2 separate regions of the Mus musculus genome follow, and region 1 is linked to region 2. The links are chromatin contacts, called in public Hi-C maps. All regions are on one chromosome and are shown on one strand. Each heading gives the region's core, a stretch centred on a gene start, on an enhancer-like site or on the middle of the called end of the contact. The rest is flanking DNA. Distances are from core to core; before and after follow the strand shown.

Region 1 (4,885 bases), core at 1,127-3,626, 320 kb before region 2:
TGCAACTGAAGCGAGGATCCCCTTACAGAAGACACCGAGGTGACTCCAGGCATCACCCTCAATCCCCAGCCCCTCTCCAAAGCAAATTTTGAATTCGGTTCTTTAACAACAACCTTTCCCTGTGTTGGTTCTGTGGGTCTTTCTCCACCTCACCCGGAACAATGCCCTGAGACCTCCCTCTCTGAGAGGAAGGCCCGTCCAAGTTTGCATTTATAAAGATTCGCCAGTCACCTCCAAGGCCTCTTGGTAAAACCAAATCTTCAGCATCTGCAGGCAACAGTTTGTCTCTTGACTTGTCTTATATTGCACCCTACTCTAACCTAATGCCTCACAAATTACTGTGTGAACTTTAAAGAAATCCTTGGCTCAGCTGCAGACCCTCCTTGTCCTGTCATTTCAGCTTCGGAGAGAATGAGTGCTGGGACAAAGACAGTTTATATATTTTCCTAGAAAAGGCATACAGCAGCAAAGAGAACTATACTAACTGTAAATAAATAGGAAAAAAGTAATAGCTGGTGGTACTATAAAAGAGCGGGTGTAGGAAGTGGCTACTGTCAGACTGCCCAGAGCTAGGAAGAGGGGCTAGTCTTGCTTAACCCCTAAAAGCCATAACCTATAATAATTCTTTGCAAACTGTAAACTGCTCTCAACACCATATTTAGCATTTTACCAGATTTATTTTACTTGTTATACACAGACGATACAAACGAGCAGAAAACAAAACGATTCTCAGTGGAGTGTGTACTTGTATAAATTATTCAATTCACAGACAAAACAAAACAAATATAAAAAATCACAACATTTGATTTACAGGAGAGCCAAAGTATACCCACGTTTAGACCCTGAATTCCTATTAGGACAAATCCCCCCATAGACTGGAATCTAGATTGAATATTGTGTATGATGCATATTTCACATTGATTTTAAAGTACAAAAAAAGTATAAGTTTGCTACACAACATTAGAAATCCTACTAATCTATTTCCAGGGGGATTAATGCTCCTTATCAAATATAACAAGACTTGGGGGGAATCAGTCTTACTTGCAATAATGCTAGTGTTTTCCCAAGAAAGTCAAATTTCAGCTGTCTCTAAGTGGTGGGGGAATCGTTTTTCAAACTAAAATGCAGTAAAATATACAACTCACACAATTCATCTTCACTAGACTACACTATAGTTACCAACAATTCAGTCATCTATATCATTAGTAGATTACTCATTACAAAGATTTACAGCATATAAAGGTGGAGTGGGGTCTGAAAAGATAGTCAGAAACAGTTTATCAGCATATTTGGCACCTGCACAGACCAGTAATGGATTTGGCACTTTGGGGAAAAACAAATAAGGCAAAATAATATTGCTGATGTGGGGCCATTCCATTTAGAAGGAAGGGAGAAACACATAGAACTCCAGTTAAGTCCGCCTGGCAGGCATCGTGTCACTTACTCGACTCGCCTAGGAACAGACAACTAGCTTTTACAGGTGTTCAGGTGGATTCTCCTTAGCTACATTGTGTGCACCAGGGCACACAGTGGTTACATCATGCAACGAACTGAGAAGTGAGAAAGCCACCACTATGAAGTGCTTCGTGTTTCCAGAGCCTCTTAGAATATCTTTAATAACTCACAAGAAAACAAAGGGTGTGGGAGAAGAGAAAGAATGAGAGGAGAAAAAGAAAAGGAGAAGAAAGGAAAGGAATAAAAAGTTAAGCGTGAACTGGTTTTGTGCCTTGACAATGAGAATAAAAACTAGCCATTCGTTACAATAAATTAACACTATATACAATCATTTCACAGGCTTTGTTCCACTAAAAGTATTAACATCCCTACCATCCATCCATCCATCCATCCATCCACTCGGGTATAAGAAAGGACGCGCTGGGTGGGTGCAGGTTCTAGAGTCAACATCCTATGGTTAAATAGGGAGGCCAAGACAAGGCGGGTCGGAATCGCTGCTGCCTGGCAGGATTGCCCAGGTCTCCTAAAGTTGAAGAGTTTCATTCCAAGAGAAAGGAGAGGATGAGTGGGGCAAGGAGAAGGGGGTGGAAAAAAGACAGGGAGGATCATAACCTCACAGACGAAAAGTTGGAAAACCACAAGGTTTACAGCCAGGTTCAAGGTCGGTGCGCTAACTGCAGAGAAGGCTGTGTAGAGAGAAAGAAAGAAAGAAAAAAGAAGAGTTTTAAAATCATAGTGAGAGACCTGCACTTATCCCCGCAGACGGTCATCGAGGGTCAAGTGAAAGAGCGAGTGCGCTAGAACGGGCCTGGGAAGGAGGACGTGGGGCCGAGCTGGGGGGCCGGGGGCACGGGCGGGCGGGCGAGCGGGCTGGCGGCCTAGCTGTGCGAGTAGAAGCCATAGTAGCCGCCTATGTCCTTGGCGCAGTTCTTCTCGCAGTCCCGCTGGGCCAGCACCTCGCTCTTGAGCGGGGACGAGCTCTCAGACACCGGCGTGTCAGCCGGCGAGATCCGCCTCCGCTTGGCCTGCTCGTAAATCCCCGAGTCGCTGGAGTCGATGGATTTGATGGAGGAGGGCGTCTCGATCCAGCTGGAGTCGGACAGGTCCTTGGGCTTGGCGTCCTCGGCGGCGGGCGCCAGCGGCGAGCGCTCGGCCGCCAGGCCCTCGGCCTCCTCGCCCAGATAGGGGTTGGCGCCGGCCATGCGCGCGGCGGCCGCGGCGCTGTTGGGCCAGCAGGGGAGCACGGAGCCCGACTTGGCGCCGCAGTACTGCGGGGGGCTGCGCGCGCCCCAGCCCGAAGGGTCGGCGTAGTAGCCGAGCGGGCGGCCCGTGCAGCCCGCGGCCTGCAAGGGCAGCGCCTTCACGCCCGCGGCCGCATACGACAGCAGCGTGGCCGCGTTGCCGGCGAAGTCCGTGGCCGTGTCGTAGGCCGAGGCCGCGAAGTCCAGCCGGTTGTTGGCCGGCGTGACGAACCAGCGCTGCGGCGACGGCGCGCCCGGGTCCTCGGCCTGCTGCGGGGACAGCAGCCCGTTGGTGTGCGGCACGCTGCGGTCCGTGCCCGGCCCGGGACCCGCGCCGGCGCCCGGGTGGAAGCGGGCCTTGGCGTAGTTGCTCACGAACTGGTCTTGCAGGAAAGAGCCGGCCATGGCGTAGCGGGCGCCGGGCACGATCTGCGAGCGCGGAGAGTCGTTGGGCGACGGGGTCAAGCGGTCCATGTCGCAGCCCGTGTAGATCCTGGGGGGAGGGAGACAGAGAGAACCGAGGGATGGCGCGGAGGTCCCTTTGGGGTCCTGGAGGGAAAGCCACCTCTAGTTTTTGCCCACCCGCACACCGACTGTAGGTTGCCGCTGGCCATACAGTTTGCAGATGACAGAGGTCACACACCCGCAAGTTCCCTGGCCTGAACTGCACAGATACCAGTTCACCTCCTAGAACCTGAGCGGGACGAAAAGTGAAGACTGGAGGTCATCCATCGTCCCCTGTTCCATCTAAATGCACCGGGACCAAGATGGGGCCTAAATCCACTTAGCCAGCAGTTGTGCTCACATGATGGCTGAGTTAGCCAGACACCAAGGTGCTATTTGCCCTTTGGGCCTTTCCTCACTGATAAATTTCTGAGTGAAATTTCTAAACAAGTGACCCACTCTCTCCACCCATTTAAGGCCTCCTGGGTCCATTGAGTTGTTCAGACAATTCCTTTTCTTTTTCTGGGTAGTTTAAGAAATCCCCAGAGGGGAAATCAGCATGGGGAGGTTGGGGACCGATATGTCCAGGTAATCTCTCAAAGGCTGACTTCCACTGGCCTTCAGAGCCCGTAGGATTGCTGCTGGAATACTTTTTTGTCTTTCCCTTATGTACGCCCTTTAACTCCCAACTCTACTAATGCAAGCAAACAAGAAACTACTACTTGGAAGAAAGACTCGTTGATCAATAAAATTCTTTAGAAAGCAGTGTACTTTCCTCTCATCTTTTCTACTCAGCTTTTGGCCCATTGCTAGAAGGAAAAGTGGAAGAGAAAGACTCTCTGGAGAAACTTACAGTTATCACCCTCCATCAAACAGCCTACCACTCATAACAGCCAACCCTCACAGAGTTTAGTTGTGCCTGACTGTGCAGATAGAAATTATTTACATGAGCACAGATAGATTTATGTAGCTCACAGCAATCCTCTTGGGTGCTATGTATGACTCCACTTTCCTGATGAGGAAACCGAGGCAACGGAAAGTTTGAGAATTTGCCCGCTAATAAAGAGAGATTGTGTTTGGGGGAATTACTTTAGATAAAATAAATATTTATTAATGGGTCTAGGAGATCCCATTCGACTTGAAGTTGGATAAGTGTTTCCTCACACATATACACACATACCTCTCTTTATTTAGCTCACACATAAGTGTTTGCATCTTTAGTCAACACTATTTGAAAGAGTGCCTCAGTATTGTCAGATCTGAACCCCAAGGGGAGAAAACTCCCCAGGGTGTGGCCAAGCAACCTTCTAGAATCATCTGAACCCTCACACCCTCCCACATTGCTCTCTGATCCAACAAGGCCCACATTACCAACCTTATGGAGGAAAGAGATTGCTAAATCTACTCCACTCTCTCTCATTCCCCCAAACCCAGGAATTAGTTTTATGCAGATGGGAAAGTTACATGGATCTAAGAAAGGAGGTGGCTCATCTAACAGAAGGCAGCCACGGAAGAGGGGCAGATGAGAGTAGCTGTGTCTGCTCAGGTGCATTATGTACCCCCTTCTCCTCCCCCCCCCAAAAAAAACCCTCTCCTGAAACTTGAATTAAGTTTCAAATTAAAAAAAAAAAAAGTGGAGAGAGCTAGGAAGAGAAAGGATTAACAAGGTACAAATATCTTCTCTGTTTACCACCACAATATTTGTTAAAAGAAAAAAGCAGTCTGGGAAAGATAGTTTAGATGTC
Region 2 (4,509 bases), core at 181-2,680:
ATAAATGAATAAACAAATAAATCTTTATGGAGCTAGAGAGGTGGCTTACTGGTCATGAGCCCTGGCTGCACTTCCAGAGGTCCTGGGTTCAATTCCCAGCGTCCACATGACCTCTCACAACGACCTGTAACTTCAGTTCCAGGGGATCCGATGCCCTCTCTGGCCCCCTTGAGTAGCAGACAGGATCGTGGTGCACAGATATCATGTAGGCAAAACATTTGTACACATAAAATAAAAATCAATAAACCTTAAAAAATATTTTTGCCTTGCCGGATTCTGTGCATCACACTGATAAATGTATTAACTTTGGGGGGGGGGTATCTTTAAAAAGTTTCTTTATAGTAAAAGCTTGTATAAAGACATGTTATTCTTTCAACCACTGTAGCTATAAAATGGTACAATACACGCAACAGTCCATTCTTTCTCCTTGGATGGTTTGTCTGGGAGACGATCACTACTTATTATTTTTTTAAACCGAGAGTTGACTGATTATATCCTTTGCAACACCAAGCTGGTCCTCTTTTTCTTCATGATTTCTAGAAATCTCTAATAGGAAGTTGCAATGTCTATTCTAAATGGATATGAATGATTTTAAAATTGAAAACTTAAACATAAAATTTTATTTTTAATCTTCTAGAAGGATAAGTTGACTTTCATGAAAAATTATTGCTTAATATAATTCATTACACTTAATCACACACGATTTAATATCTCATATTATGAACCGGAAGAAGGTTATGTTCAGAGACTAGCAAGGTACCTTGCCACTTAGGACTTCAACATGTTTATCTACATGTTGATTCATTTTTTTATGTTTAGAATTTCTTTGAATAAGCACTCAGAAATGCAAGATTTCAATTCTTGTCTGGCGTTCAAAGGCCAAGAAGATTTTTACTGGTCTAAGTGCAGGAAGCTGTTGGCTACCTTCCTTCTATTCCAGAGGAAACTAGACCTGCAGTACTGAGAAGCCACCACAAGAGGGGGCATGTCTCCTGGAAATGTGAGGATTTCGACTGGTTTTCAGACTAAGGCTGCCGGCATTTTGGAGGTGTTCTCCTAGGTCAGCAATGAACACTGTATGTGTAAAGAGAGGGCAATGATTATGCGTCAGTCATTGTTTACCTCGGAGAAAAACCAGCACTTTGCTGCTTGGCATTTTGCAGTCAGGCTGAGAACAGGCCAGCCAGGATGAAGGGAGACCACAGCATCACTCAGCCCATCTTTGCTGGCTCGATTGCAAATGTGGTAGCCAGAGAAAACCAAAACATCAAAAATGACTAAGAGGGGGATTAGAGGTGCATCTCTTCTATGTTTGAAAATGTCAGAATGAGGCTTCATTTGCATGTCGAATAGCATATTCCTGTTTGAACCCTGTCTGCCTCGCTGAAGATACCACGCAGGCTGGCAAGGTGCCCCTTTGCAAAGGGCTTGCACAGTCCCTACATTAGGCAGGAAACCAACCACTTTGCTTTGGTGTCAGCACAGCTGTTAGCGCCTTCACCTCAACATCTGGCAGCGGTTGGCTAACAGGAGGCTTGTCTTTTGTTGGGACAAACTGCTCCTTAGCTTGAGTGATAGTACTGGAAAATCCATGCAGGACAAATGGAATCTGAGGCTGGCCTTTATAATTCTCAGATGGTAAAGAAACACCACAACTGCTCAGTTGCTGAATGAGAATCCAAAGTGTTCGTAGAGAAATTGGCTCTGTAACAACCACACGCGATGTCATAGCGCTTGCAAGAGGAGGCAGAAGGATTAGGAATTCAAGGTCATTCAACTATGTAGCAGTTTCAAGAGAAGCCTAGGCAAGCCTCTGTCTCAAAAATAAAATAAAATATATTTGCTCAATTAGAGAAACAGAAACACATTGTTCTGTGTGTGCTGAAAGTGGGTTCTAGCTTATTCTTGTGGATAGGCACGACGCGAATGCTTTGTCCAGGCCGTCAGAGCAAGCTGCCCTGTCTCATGCTGAAAGAGGCCATTTGTCAACAACACAGTGCCTGAGCCAGATGAACACCCTCGGTGACCATGTGTCTCATCATGTTATGATTTTTTCAAGAAGAAAATAGCCAGAAAATAACAACAACAACAACAAATACCAACCCTTCTCCAGATCAAAAGAACAGAATTAGGAAATTTAGGGACTTGAGTGGAATTTTGGTAAGAGACACAGTTCACGTCCGTGGGAACCGCCAACTATATTTTCCCATTTCACTATTATAATGAACATTTTCAGGTGATTGATAACACAGGAATCTCATTTATGCTTCGGGCTATTTTGAGTGTTTTTTTTTAAATTAGTTAATTAATTAATTAGCTAATTTTGTGCATGCTCGCATGCCCTGGCATGCCTGTGGAAGTCAGAGAACAAACATATTTTTAACCAATTCTCTCCTAACACCTTGTGAGTCCTGGGAATCAGAAAGGGGCTGTCAAGTTTGGCGCAGTTGCCTTTACATGCGGAGCCATCTCACAAGCCCAATTTTGAGTCCTTACACTATAGGGCTGAGTTATACTCAGAGAGTGAGCTGCATGTCATGTGGATTCTGTAAAACCACATGTGGAGAAGACACTTCAACAAACTAGTCTCTGCTCTTCCCTCGATTTTTTTTTCTTTTTTTCTCTTCTCTCTCTCTCTTTTTTTTTTCTCAGAATGTCTCACACAACAGCCAAATATACCTCTGCAAAAACAGAATATAAGTGCTAGTTCTGTGAACTCTCTCCTCTTCTCATGCGGCTCCTCCCTCTTTTATTACATTTAATTATTTTTTTTGAAAGAGTGTTACTTTGTAACCAATCTGGCCTTGACTCTCCAGTGCTGGGATTACAGGCATTATATACAACTGTGCTATTAAAAATGATGAACTAAAGGGGCTGACTCCTAGAGCATTATAGTTACATATATGTGAGGCACATGAGGTATGTATACAAAGCTCAGGGAGCAGGTACCGAGAGGCAGGTGGGAGGAGCTGAGTGATAGATGGGAGGGGCCAAGAGGTAAGTGGGAGGAGCCACTCTCCATAGACTGTTGTTTTTCCAGTACTAGGTCCTTAAACTAAAAGCCAAGACTCTCCCCAGCCCCCCCATTCACTTCAAGGGAAAGGAAAGTGATGAGGGTTGGAAGTGCCTTGACATCTTAGGGCACAGAAACGGTGGAAGGGCAGAGACACAACCTTCGAACAGCCCATAGACCTTAATTTACTCTTGTCTTGGATTGTTTTGACCACATTCTGACAGTGTTGCTATTCTGTTAGCATAGTGAGCCAGTGCCTCTGTGGGAGAGCGCCCCCTGGGGCCAGAGGTGCGGAAGGACAGCAGGACCCACAGGTGTTTTCTGTTACTGTCATTCACCTTCTATCACCAAAGCTCTAAGGAGAACTGCCATGGGCACTGACCACAGAAAGGGGAAGAGGACATCTGGTTGCTGTGTTTCCTTTTTCTTATCTTGCTCCATCTTTTCAAAGTGACCTTTATTCTACTGATCTAGACACGGAGTCTTGTCTTGTGCTTACATATTTGTAAGTATAGTTCTCTATTCATAAGCCTTGGTTTGGGGAATTTCTGTATTAGCAGGTTGTGTTTTATAAGAGTGTGAGCTGCCTGACCATGAACCCCAGAAGGTTTTTAAAAAAGTATTATTTATTTAATGTGTATATCTGTGTGCCTGAATGCATGTGTGTCCACAGAGGCCAGAGGAGGGCATTGGATCCCCAGGAACTGAAGTTACAGACAATTGTAAGCCTCCATGTGGTTGCTGGGAATTGAACTCAGGTCTTCTGGAAGACCAGCCAGTGCTCTCAACAGCTGAGCCATCTCTCCAGTCTGAAACCCCTGAGGTTTAGAAAGTCTTGGGTCCTGGTGATGAAGCTGGTAAGCTGCCTAAATTTCCGACAAGGACTTTAAAGAAAAAGAAGGTGTATTCAGAAGTCACTGTGCCTAGCGATAAGATGTAAATCTTGTCATCTAGATGTAAGGCGAGGAGTGGAAGCAGGGTCCACACAACTTCGTGTTTTGTTTGCTTATTTTGTGGCGATTCTCTGATGCTTTGTAAGAATATAGACGCTCTAGATAGAAATGCAGTGTAGACTTAGATACCGTCTTATCTCTAAGTGAATCACACAGCTTGAAAGGGAGTTATGTTCTGCACTAGAGCCCTCTGTAATGGAGCTTTTATTGGGAACACTAGGTTTTATCCTCAAGGTTCAGGCCCAGATTCATCCCGCTGATACTGGGTTCAGCACTCCAGGAGGGACGCTAAAATCAGAATATTCTGTGTTAGAAAGCTCCATTGCCTCAATGAGGATGACTGAGTCAGAGAGTCTCCTCATATGTTAGAGGGCTGTATCTCCTGTACCTTTTCAAACATTTCCCCTATTTCTCCTGACATCTGCTTTATGTTACTAAGATAGGTTTCTCTCTGTCTCTGTCTCTGTCTCTGTCTCTGTCTCTGTCTCTGTCTCTCTCTCTCTCTCTCTCTCTCTCTCTCTCTCTCTGTGTGTGTGTGTGTGT

The links. Hi-C and Micro-C count contacts between places; a contact is called where the count stands out from the background.
Region 1: a Hi-C map of Th1 cells shows a contact between it and region 2, with 2.3 times the contacts expected there. The contact joins two enhancer-like sites. A contact is called at or near these places in 1 of 39 promoter capture datasets (hippocampal neurons) and 2 of 484 Hi-C or Micro-C datasets (Th1 cells and cortical neurons).

What each region holds. Positions count from the first base shown.
Region 1 is chr2:61,809,887-61,814,771 of GRCm38.p6, reverse strand. Tbr1 (T-box brain transcription factor 1) reads right to left here. Exons shown (of 6, transcript NM_009322.3): 6 at 658-3,189. The coding sequence ends at 2,334. Among named protein-coding and RNA genes, the nearest start is that of Tbr1, 7.9 kb to the right of the region's middle. Within about 2 kb of position 2,376, at least 96 of the 459 cell types and tissues checked have an H3K27ac peak or open chromatin away from gene starts, as enhancers often do. A contact at or near this core is called in Th1 cells, where this site is marked.
Region 2 is chr2:61,491,037-61,495,545 of GRCm38.p6, reverse strand. No RefSeq gene overlaps it. Among named protein-coding and RNA genes, the nearest start is that of Gm33841, 40 kb to the left of the region's middle. Within about 2 kb of position 1,430, at least 44 of the 459 cell types and tissues checked have an H3K27ac peak or open chromatin away from gene starts, as enhancers often do. A contact at or near this core is called in Th1 cells, where this site is marked.